Linked DNA regions of Bos taurus: region 1 is linked to region 2. The links are chromatin contacts, called in public Hi-C maps. All regions are on one chromosome and are shown on one strand. Each heading gives the region's core, a stretch centred on a gene start, on an enhancer-like site or on the middle of the called end of the contact. The rest is flanking DNA. Distances are from core to core; before and after follow the strand shown.

The links. A called contact is a pair of places that touch in the nucleus more often than the background predicts.
Region 1: a Hi-C map of an unstated tissue shows a contact between it and region 2, with 2.1 times the contacts expected there. The contact joins the promoter of AFF1 here to the enhancer-like site in region 2. A contact is called at or near these places in 2 of 11 Hi-C or Micro-C datasets (skeletal muscle and an unstated tissue).

What each region holds. Positions count from the first base shown.
Region 1 is chr6:101,906,998-101,909,876 of ARS-UCD2.0, reverse strand. It overlaps AFF1 (ALF transcription elongation factor 1), which reads right to left and starts at 1,289. Exons shown (of 21, transcript NM_001191525.3): 1 at 1,098-1,289. The coding sequence starts at 1,114.
Region 2 is chr6:101,859,317-101,862,122 of ARS-UCD2.0, reverse strand. It overlaps a transcript of AFF1 not described here. Among named protein-coding and RNA genes, the nearest start is that of AFF1, 48 kb to the left of the region's middle. Within about 2 kb of position 1,487, at least 22 of the 102 cell types and tissues checked have an H3K27ac peak or open chromatin away from gene starts, as enhancers often do.

The DNA.
Region 1 (2,879 bases), core at 40-2,539, 48 kb before region 2:
AGAGGAGAGGATTAATTATATACAGAGCATATAGGAGACACTCTATAGAGTGAAGTTCTCTTCCTATGAAGTTCTATCTCTTAGGAAAAAAAATGTAAACTCATCAAGCCTACCCTTCAACAGGAAAGCATCTATTTCTCTGACATATCTGGGTCTTCAGACCCGACTTGTGTTTAGCCTTGTAAGGTTCCCCCAAATGACTCTACGACCTCAAAAAGCAACTTGAGGAGCCCTCCAATTATTTTAAACGTGACACCAAAGGACTTTCTAATAAAACTGAAAGTTAAAAAAGACGGCATATCTAAGTTCTTAAGCCTCCTTTAGCCCCAACTGCTGTCACTACTAAAATGACAGCCACACAGCAGTCTGAATCTCATAATCACTGACGCCTTGTCATCGCTCTTAAAGGCTCATTTACCAAAAGGAAAAAAAAGAAGAGGTAACAAACCAGGGAAAGTCAGAGCTGGAGGTTCTTACTATAGCGTTCCTCTGACAGCAACTGCTGTTCATTATCCTCTCCCTTCACCAACGCCGGTACATTCCCGGTCTTTGCCTACTCAGCAGATTCACGAAAGCTGTGCCGTTTTATGTGCGATCGTACGTTTTGGCAGTAAAATTTCCAGTTACTTACCTGGCAAATTCTCAACCACCAACCCCCAAGGCGAACTGTTTCGCGTTAATTGATTTCCAAAATGCTGCTCAAGGCATTACCAGAGGGAGGGGGGAAAAAATCAGGAGAACCTAAATGAGGTGCACAAAGAAACTAAAGGACGATTTGGGCAAAGGCAGACAGGTTAAGCCAACTTGATCTCCCTGAAAATAATTATGGGGGTTGGGGGGCGGCCAGAGAAGAGAAATCTAACTTGAACCTTAACTTTAACTCGACCCCTCTTCCTGTCCTCTGCAGAAATGGTCTAGTACGTCCTCCAGACTTTTTTTTTTTTTACTTTTAAATCTGACATAAATAACGATGAGAAAGCAATGACAAAGCTGCTTCCTGCCCGTCTTCTTCACGGTACCCCAACCCTTCCTCTGCAACCTTCCATCCCCCTCGCCACTCACACACATTTGGAAAAGTTTCTCAGTGCCTGCCTTACCTTGACTGGGCTGCCATAATTCAGTCTGTAGAGCTCAAGGTCTGCCGTCCATCAGCGCCTCCAAGCCGCGGCCCTCCTGCCGGCGCCGCGCTCACCATTTGCCGGGGCCGGGCGGGGACGATTCCCCAGCGCGACTCCCCGAGGTGACGGGACTACCTGCTCCTGGAGCCCGGCCGTCCTCAGCGCAGCCTCCGGCTCCGAGCGTATTGGCTCGCGCTAATCCTGATAGACATCCGGGCACTGGGGCCTCTGCAGGCGCGCTCCACTCCGGACCGGCCGGGGGAGCGTCGCGTCCGAAGCCCACAGCGACCGCGATCCCTGCGGGCGACTCCGGAGGAAGGGACGCCTCGAGGGCTCCCTCGGCGCCGAGCCCACCAAAGCGCAGCTCCCGCCAAGCAGCGCTGGCACGCCGGCTCGCGTTAGCAGGGTAAAGAAAACCGTCCTTGGGCTCACCTCGAGGTGTCCGAGTTCGCCCGGACACCCCCGCCCACAAAGTTCTGGTGGTACGGCCCGACTCCTTAAAAGGGCAGGGCGCTCGGCCCGGCGAGCCCGAGGCTGCGCCGGGCGGGGGCGCCGAGCTCCGAGCGCCGACGCAGCCCAGCTGGCCCGCTCGCAGCCGAGCCCCGCCTGCAGGCTCCTGGCGACCGCTCTCCTGCCAAGGTTTTAGCAATGTACACACACGGCCGGAACACGCAGTACCCCGACGCTCCGAACTCCAGCCCCGGTTTGAATCGGTGTTGAATATTGGGGCCCCAGAACCTGAAGTGAACTAGGAATTAAAAACCAAAAAACACAGCAGCAGACCAAGTTCTCTACTTTTGATCGTGCCAACGCTTACAGTCAGGAAATGTGTGACTACCGCACACTTGTTAGACTTTGTTGGCTTTCAGTTTTGATTTCGTTTCACTGAAACAAATGTTTACAAAACGCCCTCTCTGTTACTGGACAACATGCAGACACGAAAAGGCAACAGCAACTCGTTTGGCACCGAAAGACGTCATTAAGGAACTGACCAGTTTTTAGAAAATAACTTAGCATGCAAGCCGACAATATATTAAACGCTATAATTACAAACGAAACCGTGTCCTACTGGGGGGACCAGGGAAGGCATTTAAACTCTGCCTAGAGCTAAGCAAGAGACAACGTCGCCAAACAGGAGGAAAGGTGGGCTTCAGCATCTCACTGGAGACCAGCAGCACGCTGTCGGGGGCTGAAAACTTAAATGCATGTCCCCCTGCCGCCTAGAATCATGACGATGTCACAAAACTCGCAGAGCTACTCCAGACTGTATTACTAAGGAGCCATGGACAGAGAAATGTTGACATCTGCCTGAAAACTGCAAGGCTGTGGGGTGGGGGCTGATGGGGTAGGAGGAAGGCACAAAAGCATCTTTATAGTGGTTCTCAAAGTGTGATTCGTGGTCTCCCGGGAGTCCCTGAGACCTTCTCAAAGGTCACAGCTATTTTTAGAATAACACAAAGACACTGTCGTTTTCACTGTGCTGACATTTGCACTGATGGTGCAAAAGCAATTGTGGGGAAACTGCTGGAGCCTTATCACTCAACAAGGCAGTGGCTCTTCACCACACATTAGCAGTTAAAAAAAAAAAGTGTTTACATATATCCTTAATGAAATGACCAGTAGTAGGGATTACTACTTTTATTAAACCTTGACCCTTGCATACAGGTCATTTTAGTGTTCTTCGTGACAAAATGGGAAAGTAGTCATGTATGGATGTAAGGGATAAAGAAGGCTAATCACCAAAAAATTGATGTTTTTGAA
Region 2 (2,806 bases), core at 238-2,737:
TTAAAATCCTCCCATTAAAAAAAGTAGGTAAGGGACTTCCCCAGTGATCCAGTATTCAATGCAGGGGACATGGGTTCAATCCCTGGTCAGGGAACTAAGATCCCCCATGCCTCAGAGCAACTGACTGAACCATAACTACTGAACCCACATGTGGCAACTAGAGCTGGCGCTCCACAATGAAAGATCCTGAACGATGCAACGAAGATCCTGTGTGCCACATCTAAGACCCAACAGCCAAATAAATGAAATAATTTTTTTTAATGTAAAGCAGGTAAGATTCCAACGTGGCTCTATTTTAAAAATAGAGTAATGCTGTACAGCCAAAAAAAAAAAGGAAGCTTAAGCAAGACAGGTGATCACTTTGGGCAAATTAAGCTCTACCAGCCTCAGTGCTCCCACCTGTAAAATGGAAAAATGGCCTATTTTACAGAGTCACCAAGAACAGTGCTTTATAAATCTAGCTAAAATGCCCCGCACACTGACACATCATGGACATTCAGTACACAGCAGTTCTTATTTAAGTCAGCAATGTCGATCTTACCTTTTATGTAACTGACACAGACTGTTTCATGTAGACATGCACTCTGTCAGATCTATTTAAGTGACCCTTCCACAGTCCTTTCAGCCTCTTGCAATGCAAATTTATTCAGAAATAAAAATGTCACATACATCAAACTGCTTTTTCTCCCCAAAATAGAAGGAAAAACATTTCAAGTAAAAAAAAAAGTTGTTGTTTTTTTTTTTTTGAAGTTTTACAGACACTCACACCATACACATATATAATTACAAGGAAAGAAGAAGAGGAATACAAAAAAAAAGACTCAGGATATTTTCAAATATTCTGTTTTAGGGTGGTTTTTTTTTTTTTACATTTTATTTATATTTTAAATTTATTTTTAATTGGAGTATAATTGCTTTACAATACTGTGTTGGTTTCCGCCATGTATCAGCATGAATCAGCCATAGGTATATGTATGTCCCCTCCCTCATGAACCTCCCTCCGGTTTTAGGCCATTAAGTGCTTCCAAATCTAGCACAGTCCTGGGAACCTACTCTCAGGGGCCTTTGCGATGATGTGCTGGTTTATAGGCCTGCTTTGCAACCTCCTAGCTATATGACCTCAAGGTCTCAGCCTTCTTATCATTAACATGGAGCTTCCTGGGGGTTGCTGGAGGGTTAAATGAAATGGGTGTCATATTTTTAGCACAATGCCAAGCTCATGGTGAACATTCAATAGTAGTAGCTGTTCTGGTTATTTTTCTGCCAACCAAAGTACATGTTCAAGACAATCCATACATTAGAGAAGCGTTTCTACTGGACAAACAGCTGCTAAGTAGGTCTCAAAGCCCCATGACCATGACCCAGTTTCCAGAGAATATGAGGAAAACAACTGCCCAGAGGCCTGAGGATGTCTGGTCTGGTCTGGTCCCTGGTCAGCTTGCCTTCCCCTTTTCCACACATACCCTCCAGGAATAACAGCCTCTTGGTAACTGGCAATGTGTCAGCGGTGAGTCATGGGTCATACACTGTTTTCATCTGAATTCTCCAGAACTCTACCCCAAGCAGTTCATACTCTCAGGGCCCCCAACTGACATGATCGCCTACAGTTCCTTTAGCTCTCCAGTGCCACATGAAGCCCTCAGGACATTCATAATGTAACACGATTTCCCCAACGACCTCTTCTCCATTTCAAACCCTCTGTTTCAAGGCGGACACCGCCTTGAACAAGGTTCAGGCCCCAAACTCAAGTCCACATCCCACAGCCTGTTAGCTCCCTCCCATCGTTCAGCTCAAATAACACGTTCTCCAAGAGCCCTCCCTGAATGCAGCTGCAAATGTAGCACTGATGTGCCTGCAGCCAACCCATGCGCTATTTCATTATATTCTATATGGGTTCAGAATGTGTCTAGCTGCAAGTAATAATTGTTTAATTAACAGTGGCTTCTAATATTTCTGGACTCCCCTGGTGGCTTATTGCTAAAGAACCCACCCGCCAATGCAGGAGATGTGGGTTCAATCCCTAGGTTGGGAATATCCCCTGGAGAAGGAAATGGCAACCCACTCCAGTATTCTTGCCTGGAAAATCCCATGGGCAGAGGAGCCTGGTGCGAGCTACCATCCATGGGGTTGCAAAGAGTCAGACATGATTTGGCGACTAAACAACAATTTCTCCAGACCTTGATGCTGGGAAAGATTGAAGGCAAAAGGGGAAGAGGGCGGCAGAGAACAAGGCGGTTAGATAGCATCACCAGCTCAATGGATATGAATCTAAGCAAAGTCCGGGAGATAGTGAAGGACAGCGAAGCCTGGGGTGCTGCAATCCACAGTCAAACACAACTTAGAGATTGAACAACAGCAACAATAGCAAGTCTAAAGGAAGGTGGCTAGTGGTATAATTTTAGCCATACAATGAGGCCATTTGGAACTCTGGCTCTTCCTGCTCGGCCACATTTAGCGTGCTGTCTTTAGGCACATCATCTCTTTGTACAAAAAGGTTGCTGGTCATAACCAGACATCTTTTCAACATGCCAAGCAGGAGGAAGATGGGAGGAGGAAGGTGTGGCTATGTCAGCCACATCAGGAAAGTCCTTCCCCAAACCTTTACTACCTGAAAACCAAAACGAGGTCACATGGCCTCCTCCAGCTTCAGAGGAAACAGGTAAATCAAGATACAAATTGTTATCACTGGCTGAGAACAAACATGATCTGTCACCTAAGGCTGCGCCCAGTTTAATCGCATGCATAATCAAGGTTCTCTTAGCAACAAAAAATGGGAATGAGCACTGGGGAGGAAAAGAACAGTGTT